2 separate regions of the Danio rerio genome follow, and region 1 is linked to region 2. The links are chromatin contacts, called in public Hi-C maps. All regions are on one chromosome and are shown on one strand. The core of a region is the stretch at or near the end of the contact, and the rest is flanking DNA. Distances in the headings are between cores, read along the strand shown.

Region 1 (6,264 bases), core at 2,300-4,799, 740 kb before region 2:
TCAATATTATTTAAGGTAGCCATTGCACAATGGCTGTGAAAATGGGAGTCATTTAAGCCCTTCTCCCCAAGCAGTGGTCTTGGCAACTAAACTAGCTCATTTGTTCACTCTGCATTCCCTTGGACAGCCTTATAAATGGAGGCACTATCCAATTATTACAGGGGATAAAACTAGAGCTCCAGCAAACCATAGCAGAATCTATTACCAGCGAGAGTTTGTGTGTGTGTGTGAGAGAGAGAAAGACTGTGCCCATATGCCTCAAAAACTCTTCCATACAGGGCAGGTGACACATTTGAGACCTAAACATATGAATATTCTTCAACCCTGGCGGAAACACATTCTCTTATGATGTGCTGCAATAAATAAAATCTGTAAACCTCTAGTTTGCATTAAATGCTTTGCTTTATTGTAAAAAAAAAAAAAAAAGCATAAAAGCATTCTAAATGACCTTACATAGCACAATGGAAGTATGCATAACTGTTGAAACATTGTATTTCACCATGTTAGATGTATGCAGTTTGAAAGTGTATGTGTGCATGAGACCTTTGCGACTGGATAGGGTTTTATTGCATAGTGTGAAGCTGGCTTTAATTTGATAAACAAAAATAATGTAACAAAAAATGAAGTATAACTAAGGTAAACATCATCAGTGAATCATGTGAATTAAAGATTATATGGAATATGTTTATTGTGCAACTTACCTAGTGTATAAAGATCAATATATCTATATATAACACCCTGAAAGTTTATTAAAACCTTTTCTTAAAACTGTATTTGACATATTAAATACAAAAAATTATATATATACATGCAGTTTGAAAGTGTTTGTGTGCATGCATATGAAGGGACTTTTGGGATTGGATATGTAATCATTGAATATTTGTATGAATTTGGCTATAATTTGACAAACAAAAATAATATAACAAAAAATTAAGCATAATGTAAACCAAAATATTCAAATGTGTTTATATTTTATAATGAATCATGCAGATGTATTTATTTTGTAACTTACCTACAGTATAAAGATGGATATATCTTATAGAACACCCTCTAAGCTTATTAAACACGTATCTTAAAACTATATTTGACATATTAAATAATGATATATATGCAGTTTGAAAGTGTTTGTGTGCATGCATGTGAAGGGACTTTAGGGATTGGATATGTAATCATTGCATATTTTTAAATAAACCTGGCTTTAATTTAATTTTTAAAAAATGATGTAACAAATAATTAAGCATAATGTAAACCAAAAAAAGTACTCAAATAAGCTTATATTTTATAACAAACCATGCAAATTGAAAGATTATATGGAATGTGCTTATTTTGTAACTTACCTACAGTATAAAGATGGATATATTTTATATAACACCCTGGAAGTTTATTTAAAACATATCTTAAAACTATATTTGACATTAAATATATATATATATATATATATATATATATATATATATATATATATATATATATATATATAGTTTGAAAGTGTTTGTGTGCATGCATATGAAGGGACTTTTGGCATTGGATATGTAATCATTGCATATGTGTATGAAGCTTGCTTTAATTTAATAAACAAAAGTAACGTAAAATAATTAAGCATAACGTAAACAAATATTATTCAAATAAGTTTATATTTTATAATGAATCATGCAAGTTTGTTTATTTTGTAACTTACCTAGCGTATAAAGATGGATATATCTTATATAACACCTGGAAGTTTATAAAAACTTATCTCAAAACTACATTTGACATATTCAGGGTATATACGGGAATCAGGGAGGGAAATTCAGTAACTTTCAAGTCCTTTTTAAAAAATCTTTCCATACATATTAAAACCTAATCGCCACTTTAGGTTTCACCCAATAACATTGACAACATTTTAATGTAAAGTATATTTACTAAATACTGATTGTAAGAAACTAATTCTATACTAAGACATTATTCAACCCTAACTAAATAAAAACTAACTAAATAAAAATGCTAAATGGTGCCAGTAGAACTGTAGGATTTTATTGATTTCATAAAATACACAACAGCCCGATATTCAGATAAAATTCAGGCAAACCTTAGCATACAGCTATACATTGTAGAATCAAAAATGATACAAAATTTAGTAACTTGTAAAAAGAGCATTCAAGATTTCTTTAATACTTTTTAAAGGCCTTAAATTCCTCTAAATTGATTGATCAACTTTTAATCCCTTTTAAGACCCTGCGGAGACCCTAATTATTAAATAATGATATTTATATGCAGTTTGAAAGTGTTTGTGTGCATGCATATGAAGGAACTTTTGGCATTGGATATGTAATCATTGCATATTAGTATGAAGCTGGCTTTAATTTAATAAACAAATATAATTTAACAAATAATTAAGCATAACTTAAAGAAAAAAATATTCAAATGTGTTTATATTTTATAATAAATCATGCAAATGTATTTATTTTGTAACTTACCTGCAGTATAAAGATGGATATATCTTATATAACACCCTCTAAGCTTATTAAAAACTTATCTTAAAACTATATTTGACATAATAAATAATGATATATATGCAGTATGAAAGTGTTTGTGTGCATGCATGTGAAGGGACTTTTGGGATTGGATACGTAATCATTGCATATTTGGATGAAGCTGGCTTTAAGTTGATATTCAGTGATGAAAAAAGGGTTACTTTGGAAACTCTCTGATAATTGGCTTCTTAAAAGCATCTCATTTTTAACAATGTCACTGTGGCTGGTGGATGACAATTAATCTGTTTTCCAGTGTTTTCTTGGCATCTGTGCCAATTACTTTATATGCTAATATATGTAAATTACTCAGCATTTGAGATGCCAGTAAAAAAAAACTGCTTGTATTGTATATTATTTTTAATTCCTGCAATACAATTGAAGTCTTTTTTTTATTATTCAAAGATACTATTTTACATTTTAAATGCATTTTTTTTCATATTTGCATATATTTTCAAAATGGAAAAGTAATGCATTAGTAAAGCAAACAGAGCTCTTAAATATAGCTTAATTTTTGATAATAAATAATTCTTTCAGACAACACAATCAACCGATACTTTGCAACAGAAAGAATCTTGGAAACAATCAGACTTGCTTGCATCATTTCTTTGTTTACCACGATGACAATGAGAATTAGTCACGAACGCCGCAGCAAGCGCATTTATTTCTCCCTCCAACAGTCAAACTGCATTTTTACACTTACCTTACATCCTATTTAAGTGCGTCCTGGATTTCATATTTGTCATTGTGTCGGCACATTAATATTTTTCTTTTTTTTTCTCTTACCTTCTCTGTTAGTGGGAAAGAGGATAATGACTTCACCGCTAAGTAAATGTTAATGAATGCACTTCGCCATCTGACTAGGTCTTTTCTCTTAACATAAATAGCTATAATTACCAACATATTCTCTCTCGCTCACTCGCTCGCTCTATCTCTCTCTTTCTCCCTTTCTCACACACACACACAGACACACATACACACTCTATGACCTGCATGAAAAGTGTGCTCTCTATTGTCCTGTGTTATGTTAAGCTGTTTCTCATCTCTGAAGGTAGATGTCACTGTTGTACACTAAATGGATCTGTAAACTTCAGCCTGGAAGAGGATGGATGTTTACTGTTGGGTAAGAGAGTACGAGGAGAAAAAAAAAGGTCTCAGATAGATATTTGAAGGATAGGGCATCGTTTACGGAACATAATAATAATATTGTTTATAATAATAATAATATTAATAATAATAATAATAATAATAATAATGATGATAATGATAATAATAATAACAATAATGATGATAATAATAATAATATTATTATTAATAATAATGATGATGATAATGATGATAATAATAATATTAATAACAATAACAATGACAATGATGATAATAATAATAATAATAACAATAATAATAATAATAATAATAATATTAATATAATAATGATGATGATGATGATAATAATAATGATGATGATAATAATAATAATAATAATAATACAATAATATTAATATAATAATGATGATGATGATGATAATAATAATGATGATGATGATAATAATAATAATAATAATACAATAATATTATAATAATAATAATGATGATGATGATGATAATAATAATGATGATGATAATAATAATAATAATAATAATAATTTTTTATATTAATCTAAGTTTTCATATGTTTATTTTTATATGTTTTAAATGTTAATTTCCTAAATATAATAATTTAAATTAGACTTGAAATAGACTTTTGATAGACTTATATCTGTTATATTTTATATTGTAAGTCAAGTTTGAGATATTAATTAATTATTTAAATATTTCCTATTTGATTATTTTAATTAGTTTGTAAAATCAAATTAAATCTAAGTAAAAAATAATAATAATGATATTAATAATGCTCCAAAAAAGCATGCAAATATTTTGCTAATTAATATCTTCTACCAAAAATCTATAAATCAGATCTAGTACTTCATTCTCCCACTAAACTAACACATTTGCATCCATAAATCCTGATACGCTGCCACAAACCTACTCACACAACAGAAATCATAAATATTTTGATCCATAAATTCATTCCGACTAAGTCTGGTGGCTTAAAATTATCAAGTTTTTTGTTTTACATTTGTGCAAAACTACAAATAAACATATATTAAAATGTTCAATTTAGCTTAACAGCATATTTTCGTTAATTACCTCATATTACTCACGAGAAGTACAATGAATGCGCAATCTGATAATTATAAGCGCGCTCATATTGGAAGAGTATCAGTCGAATGTGTCAAAATAAAGTTAGAGCACTAAAGCTGAGCAACTCCGTCATCAACACACACACACACACACACACTCGCGCAGTGAATGGTATGAATATATATCTCCACCGAGGACGGCAGTCAGCTCTGCTCTCCCGGCTGATTCAAAAATGTATCTTTCAGGCGTTTATTATCAATTTGACTTTATCTTCTCTTTACCAGAGGTGTGAAATCTCCACCTCATACGTGTAATTAAGGTGGGCCGCGGTGCTTAAGAGAGGCTTGATTTGAAGCGATTACCAGAAGCGAGAGCTGAAAAGTACACCGCTGTGACCTCAGGGGCAGACTGGAGAGCTGCTGGCTGAAGCCACGGCTAATTTAATTGATCTCCTCAGCTTTACATTTAAATATCATCACAGTGGCGATGAGCTCCAGATAGGCTTTGTTCTTGCGTGTGGCTGAGGAGAGATTATTCGCCGTGCAGATCTGACCTGATGGCTTCCCTCCCCGCTAAACTCTTGTGTTTGTTCAGCCTAAGAGAGCCAGACATCGATCCGCCCGCTTGGAAAGAGGCAGTTTGGGTGATGGTTGGTTTCAACTGTTGTCGCTACACGTGAGAAGGGGATTGTCTGAGAGTAGACACAAAAATAAAAAAAGCCAAGTGCCCTTTGTGTGTAGAATTCTTTTTACAATAAACTAGAGCTGCGCTACATATCGAGAAATGATTGTCATCGCGATAATAGTATATGTAATATCCATATCGCAGGAAGGAGGATTATATTGAAAAAGTTTTATGTTTGTGTGCTACATGCATAAGTTGTTTATCCAAATCTGACCAATCAGATGGGTCCTTTATTATCTTCATCCCCACCTCATCAGTAGGTGCTGTTATGTGAACCAAAAGCTAAAAATAAATACTAATTCTGAGAAACAAGAGAGGAAAAATACAACAACCAATAAGAATTAGATTTTCCAGAATTTTTAAAGTCAAAATGTTTGCACCTTGACATATTTATTTTCATTTATTAGCTCAGTAAAAAAAAAAATTGTTGCTTAAGGGAGAAAAGACTAGGAATAATAAAAAGCAGAAAACGGTCAAACTTGCTCTACAAACAAGTGTTTGCATGACTATACAAAGCATAATAATATAATATAATATGAAAATAAACTGAAGTCAATGAGACCGGAAGTCTTAAGCCAAAAAGATTCAAATGGCTGTGCCTGCCCGTAGAATAAGGAATAAGGTGCATATATAGTTGAAGTCAGAATTATTATCCCCCTTTTTATTTATTTATTTATTTATTTTATTATTTTTTTTATATATCCCAAATTATGTTTAACAGAGCAAAGAAATTTTCATAGTATATCGGACAATATTTTTTCTTCTGGAGAAAGTCTTATTTGTTTAATTAATTTTTTTTAAACACCATTTTAAGGACAAAATTATTAGCCCCTTTAAGCTATATTTATTTCCCGATAGTCTACAGATCAAGCCATAATTATACAAT
Region 2 (7,022 bases), core at 2,823-5,322:
ATAAATAAATAAATAAATAAATAAATAAATAAATAAATAAATAAATAAATAAAAATCCTATACAAAAAAAATAAAAAAATGTCACTTTTGAGGTCGGGACCACATTGCAATTGACCTTGACATTTAAATGCAAAATGTGCCTATTACACGGAAATATATATCAAATTTCACATACTTTTTCATGACCTGAAAGAAGCTATTTCACATATTGAAGCCCATATCAAACAGAACACGAATGAGCAAGCTGGCACAGGGTGTTTGAACACACACACACAGACACACACACACTCATGCCAGCGTGCATGAAGAGTTCATACAGTGCACACTTCGAAGAAAACACTCGTTACATCAAAATCATAGCCACAAACATCAGCATGTGATGAGAATTGAGAACTATGAGGATAGAACGCAGCCCTGAGCGCAGATGATATCTGCTAGCACCTGGCCTACATGCCCTCTGCATAAAAACCACTAAGGCATGATACGTTTGAGGAACCTCTCTGAAGTTTATATATTCATTCACCGGTGATGCAATGAACACCTTTCAATCTCTGGTGTCTAAAAAGGAGAAAGTCGACCCCCTTCCTTTCTCTCTCACTCGCTCGTGTTAAAAAAAATATACACAAAAGCTTGACGTCTAAACTGGCGTCTGCTGTACTCTGTGCATGTCTGCGTTTGTGTTCGTTTGGTGTGTGTGTGTGTGTGTATAGGTGTGTGTGTGAGAGAGAGGGAGAGAAAGCACTCAGGGAAAGTTCTTTGGTGTAACTGGAGCATTCTGAAATTTAAAGCCCAAATTAATAACCACAGCCATTGTACATGCAATGACTGATGGGACATGTGATAACTATAGCGAGAGGAATTGAAAAAGGGACGTTTTCTGCTCGAGCAGAATGATTGTTTTACATGCACATTGATCGGAGGGTTTTATGCACTGAAAAAAAAGGGGGTTTGCATGCATGCACATGCTGGTGCACGAGGAAAATATATAAAACCGACTGTCACAATTGCATACATGCAAAAAGGGACGCCATGCCCTGTGGCAAACCGTGCAATGCAAGCCAGATAATGTGAATTAAGCTTTCAATAACATCTCCATTCTAATTCGGTTATATGTCATAGTCATATTCATAAGACTCAGTCATATTTGTAAACTCGACAGCAAATTCAAACACACATTGCAGAGGCATGCTAAATGTTTACAGTGCGACCGCGTACATATGTGTACGTACAGTAACAGATTAAGCCATTAGCGAAAGAATGGTGTGTGTTAGTGTGTATATGCACAGCAAACATGGCCCTAACTCTACAACACAAAACAGATTTGGGTGGCATTACATCACTGGGCTCTGCTATGAATTATCTATGCTCTGTAGACTGTGCTTAAGGATGAATATAAAACTAAATCTGGATGGGTTTTATAGTTTTTTTGAGTTATCTGATTTTTGTTTATTGCAGGACAAATATAGACATTTTCATATTGGTTGCTGAATATGTGTGTGTATTTATATTTATTTTGTCTCCTGCAATTGTTGTAAAAGTGTCTAAAATCTAAAAGCAGGAAAAGAATGTAAGCTGTCTGTGTTTGGAACTAAAGTCATGACTTCTGTCTTACTTTACCTACACTTAGTCACAACCTTCACTCGGAGGCAAAGCCAAGTGTCAGAAACATTATTAGACCTGCTTTGTTTCTTTGTATGCTTTGTATGCTGATTTTAAAAGCTGTCGTTTTTCCACACAAAATGTAAAAAGCAATGTATAAAAAGTTGAATTGTGCAAGAAGCCAATTAAAAAAAAAAAGCTTTGTTTTTTAGTATAACAGCTTAAGTAAAAGCAAGCTTGACATTTGTATAAAATAATTTAACATCAAGATGACAAATTAATTTCACTTTAATTATTTTCTTTGTTTTGACACATTTGCATTCAGGTCTAACACTTGGAAGCAGTTATATGTCATTATTGCAATAAATTGTAACTACTTAAAAAAGAAAAGCTCATTGCAACCGTGTGTGCGCTGCGAAATCAAAACCTTTAACCGTCCATGTGCTTGGTGGTTACAGGTAGCTTCTCACCTTCAGTACAGAACTATTTCAAATGCCTTGCAAAAAGTGCAAAAGTCTAGTTTAAATCGAAGCATGAAACATTGTTACAGTGCATCATGATTTGGAAAGACAGGCCTACAAGTTCAATGTATCACTTCAACAAGGAAATGTTTTAAATGTATATTTTAAATTGCAATAAATTATTTTAATGATCAAACATATTTTAATAAACTGTCTAATTGATATATCTATATTAAACCAGAGAAAGTAAAAATATATTACATTCAGTCTAAATTAGCATAATTTATTAAATTATGCTTATTTATTAAGATAACCCACACCTCATTAAACTGTTTAGTTAACATTACAAAACTTATCAAATACTTAAATAAAAAATGCAATGTAAAGTTTCAAATCTAACCTCATGGCCTGCTAACAATTGTTAGATTAATCCAAACTATTTGCTATTAAAATCAAACAACATAACTGGGAATAATAGTCTCTAAAAATAGAGACTTAAATAAAAGATACGTTTAAAATAAAAAATAAAAAATTAAAAAGAGTTAGCGTAGTTCTTCTTTTTTTTACTTTTTAATTCTTTTAAGCAACACTAAACCTGTAAATCCGACTTTTTGCTTAAAGCAGGAATTAGAAATTCATTAAGAAATAATTTAACTAATTTAGCTAACTTGGTGCGTTTCATTTTCCTGCATTTAAATGAATTAACGCATTTTAATAAAAGCCGTTAATTAATAACACTATAAAACTCTTTAGTACAGATCGTTCCTCTCATCACAAAAAATGGTCAAACGTCCTCTTAATACACAAATAAGTAAAACATAAAGACAGACTTACGTGTTATAATTTCTCTTTGCGACAAATGCTGAGGGTTTCCCTGCTTGCGACGGGACATTGCCCTGGCATTTACACTGGCATCGCCCAGAGACCCGCACAAGGAATAGTCGGCTAGCCTCTTCGGTCCTCCGTGTCCGTGGCGTGGGCTTTTTCCCCCCTCGGCAGCAAACTTTTCCCGGGACTTCCAAAGAACTGCCACAGTTCCGAGCCGAGATAGAGATAGGGGTCCCGTGAATGTGAGAGAAGCGAAAGTGTCTTTGCGCTCCGGCTCTCCAGATGACCAGAGACGCGCAGACGCTCAGTACCTCAGCGACACACACATGCACTTAAGCGGTGTGCCGAGCGCGATCTGTCCGAGGGCGAAAATATCCTTGACGACTGACAGTTGTGCAGAAACCACTGGAAATGTCTTGGCGTGTAATGCCCGGTGCGTTTGGAAAGGTTGGACCCTCTAAAGTGTCTCTCTCTATATATCTCTCTTCGTCCTGTGCCTTGTGGATGAGTCAATTGTTTCGTTCTGAGTCCAATTAAATCTAAAAAAGAAAAACGGTCATTACTTATTAGATTGGATGAAATGAATCCAATTTCTCCTTGAGTTGGCACTTGAGCGTGCCAAGCACTGGACAGTTCTTCTTCTTCTCTCCTGGGCTCTAAGTGCATGCGATGCCCGGTTACTTTGCACTCTCTCCAACTCTTTGCACTTGCTCCCCTATTCGGCTTTGCGCACTGGAGACCAGGGACATGGACTTGCCACCTCCTTTCCAAATGAATGAAGCTTTTTTTCTTCTTCCTTTTTCTGCCTGTATGAAGATGGCGGAGTCCTGCTTCTCCGGGAGCTCTCTGTGTCTCTGTGGCGAGGGCTGCCTCCGTACAATGGGATAAAATTCAAGTTCAAGTGCGGACGTGACGTTAAGTCTACAGTGGGAAAGAAAATTGGAGACTGCAAGAGCACTGGGGGCGACTAGTGGTGGCTTTTCACAACTATCGGATCACCAGAACAGTGGTGGAGAGCGTGGACATCGCGAGCCGCTGTATTACACACACACACACATACATACACACGCACACACACACACACACATACACGCGCACAAACACACGGCACCTGATAGACCGGCGCACTGCTTGTCTGAATCTGCTTTACAAATAAAACAATGCGCTACAACGATGCAATGAATTTAAAGGGGGAAAAGCTTGCACATGGCTTTTATTTAAAAAAAAAAATGCGTATGAATGTGCATGAGATATTTTATGCATGCAAATAAATAAATAAATAACTGAATAAGAAGATTTTGAAGTTGACTTTCAGTCTTTAACTGTAAACATTAAAATCAGTAAACTCAGATTGAAAGCACGGATGGATGCACGGAAATACACTTCAGCGAGACATAAGTGTGATGTTTACCTCATAAGCAATAAATTACACGAGACAAGACAAGCGCTGATATACTCGCACATCACATTTCTTCTTTATGTGTTTTATGTCCTACAGAAATGACATTATTAAATTAAAGCGACATTTGTGGAAGGAGGAAAATCAGAAGGGAGAAAAATATTGTGATGTGTTCAGTCTACATTTCTTAATCCTTTCTAATGTACATTTTTATCACTTGAGTCAACATATTAGTGTCTTTTAAGAAAAATGAGATCAATGAATACTAGACTGTTGCGCTTGTGGAAATGCAAGACTGAATACTAAAGGAAACGAAAACAGGGAGGTGTGTTGTGCAAATACTTGCATGATTTGAGTTTACTGAGTGAAAATGCAAGCCATGTTTATTTGCTTCTGTTTTACACTCCACGTATATGAAAGCGGATCAGTTGGCTCAGAATTTATTTATTTTTTTATAGTTTCTTATTGTGATTTAGAAGCTTTAAAGCAGAAAGATGATTTACTTGAGATTCAGCGCGAGTGAAAATATAAGCCAACAGTTCTTCAGTTTTTCTTTTAGGCTCAGCTACATTTTTAATGTCTAATTCAAAATCATTTTTGTTTTTTGTTGTCAATTTTAAATCAGTTTTGGTATTGGTGTAGGTTATTAAAACAAGATATTTAGAAGGTTCTAAAGGTTTTTTTTCTATTTAAAACCTTTATTTAAAAAATACTATTGACTGACATGTTGACAAATGACACACTGTGACTATTGCTAATTAAAACCAATTCACTTTTGGGGAAACAAACTATTTTTAAATGCAGGAAATTACCTGTAATCACCCTTGTTTGAAAGTCTTAGGGTTAAACTGGCGTTCTCACCGATGTCACAGTATATAACCAGCTAGTTTGTTCAAATTGACATTCCAATTAAAAAATTATAGGTCACACTTTAGTGTTCATAAATGTGTTAACACCGAGGCAAACTAATGAACTACATGCACTAAATGTGTAATTATTTTCTAGAACTGCGTGTAATTAGGCATTCTTTTTGTTATTGCTATAGCATTTAATTATAGCTACGTGTAATACGTGAACATGTTTAGTGTAAATTGAAACCAATTAGATACATTTGAAAACATGCTGCGGAAAAGTACGTTAATGGTATGGGATTGAAAGGAAAAGGACAAGTTATTACCATTTTTAATTCGCATGGAGACTGTATCTACCTTCAACAGTTGATGTATAATAGAGGCAAGGCACTACCAAAGGCGTCCGACTTGTGCCAGTTTAGAGGCAGGTAGTTTTCAGGCGAATCGCCCAGATGAGAGCGTGTCTGCGTCGATCCATCTGCTCATGATCCATCATAGGAGGTGACGCTGGGTGGCACAGCCTCGCCAACAATGCCATATATCCTGCCACTGTCTCTGATAAAATCTCCACCCTGAACTCTGTAAATAACAATAACTTTCAGAATCATTTTTTTGAGGATAGATAGATTGATAGATAGATTGATAGATTGATAGAATGATAGATTGATAGATAGATAGATAGATAGATAGATAGATAGATAGATAGATAGATAGATAGATAGATAGATAGATAGATAGATAGATAGATAGATAGATAGATAGATAGATAGATAGATAGATAGATAGATAGAGTTGACACATATCAAGGAAATAACCAGAGTGATTTTTATTTGAGGTGTTGTCAAAAACAGAAGACATTTTCACGATTTACAAGAGTGTTTAAAGCTAGAAACATCCTCTTCCAGGAAATCAAGACTGGAGGAGGTTGTTGCTGATACGGGATGTGCTAGTGCTGGATTATTCTTCCTATAAAAAAGCATGAAATGTTCTCTGAAAGACAGTGTTGCTCACAGCTGTGAATCCTGTTTTATTGCATGAATTCATTGGACACGTCCTGTACTTTGCATTGAATTATGTCAATACATTTCTCTGTAATGACAGCTTTGGCTCAGATCACAAGTAAGAAACTCTGTGCACCAACTTTGTAAGCCATACATTACCAGAGAGAATGTGTGAATGGTGTATTTGGTTCTTGTCAGGAAATGTGTGGAGACAAATGTGGAGTCAGAGCATCTGATATGATGATTAAGATAAAATGATGCATTAATACACTTGATTTCTGTTTGTAAATGTTCTTGTAATGCTAATAACATTTCCTGCATTTCCTCAAATGATTATGGCTAATTTGGCAACTTTATTAATTATTGATTTTTATACATGTGCCATAAAAATGAGTGTATGCATCTCCTAAAATGAGTGTATGCAAGTCCTAAATTTGATATCATAAATAATTTAAAACAAATGACTAACAGACTAAAATGCAGCACAGACCATCTTGCTAAAAAATCTAATATTAAAAGCACAAACTTTAAATTGCAGTTTGCACCAGATTTTAAATCAGTGATGCTTTTATATTTCAGTGCTTTTGTCATTTATATGTAATGTAAAAAGCAGGATCCTAAATGCTCATATCTTTTGTTTCAGTCATAAGTGTGTCCAATACACTTGACAAGATGTATTTATTTGCAGTCTATCGCTCCTGTGCTGAACTTGCAATGCAACAGTACCCTCTATTGGCCAGTTACTGACACGAAGATTTACAAGCATGGGGCTCAAACGCTTAAAAAAAGCCACATTTGGTCCTGTGTTTAAATTCAGAGGTTTTGGTTAGAAATATTTCAGTTCTTTGCTAAGGTTAACAATAGTATTTTACTCTCTGACCCA

The links. A called contact is a pair of places that touch in the nucleus more often than the background predicts.
Region 1: a Hi-C map of embryo shows a contact between it and region 2, with 4 times the contacts expected there. The contact joins the enhancer-like site here to the promoter of bcl11ba in region 2. A contact is called at or near these places in 7 of 18 Hi-C or Micro-C datasets (caudal fin, embryo, hematopoietic stem cells and 2 more) and 2 of 4 datasets of contacts at active chromatin or transcription factors (caudal fin and embryo).

Annotation. Positions count from the first base shown.
Region 1 is chr17:20,129,571-20,135,834 of GRCz12tu, reverse strand. The region is part of intron 10 of si:dkey-288a3.2; the gene reads right to left. Among named protein-coding and RNA genes, the nearest start is that of ak7b, 30 kb to the left of the region's middle. Within about 2 kb of position 3,549, at least 19 of the 62 cell types and tissues checked have an H3K27ac peak or open chromatin away from gene starts, as enhancers often do.
Region 2 is chr17:19,385,852-19,392,873 of GRCz12tu, reverse strand. bcl11ba (BCL11 transcription factor B a) reads right to left here and starts at 4,072. Exons shown (of 5, transcript NM_001328407.1): 1 at 2,895-4,072. The coding sequence starts at 2,952.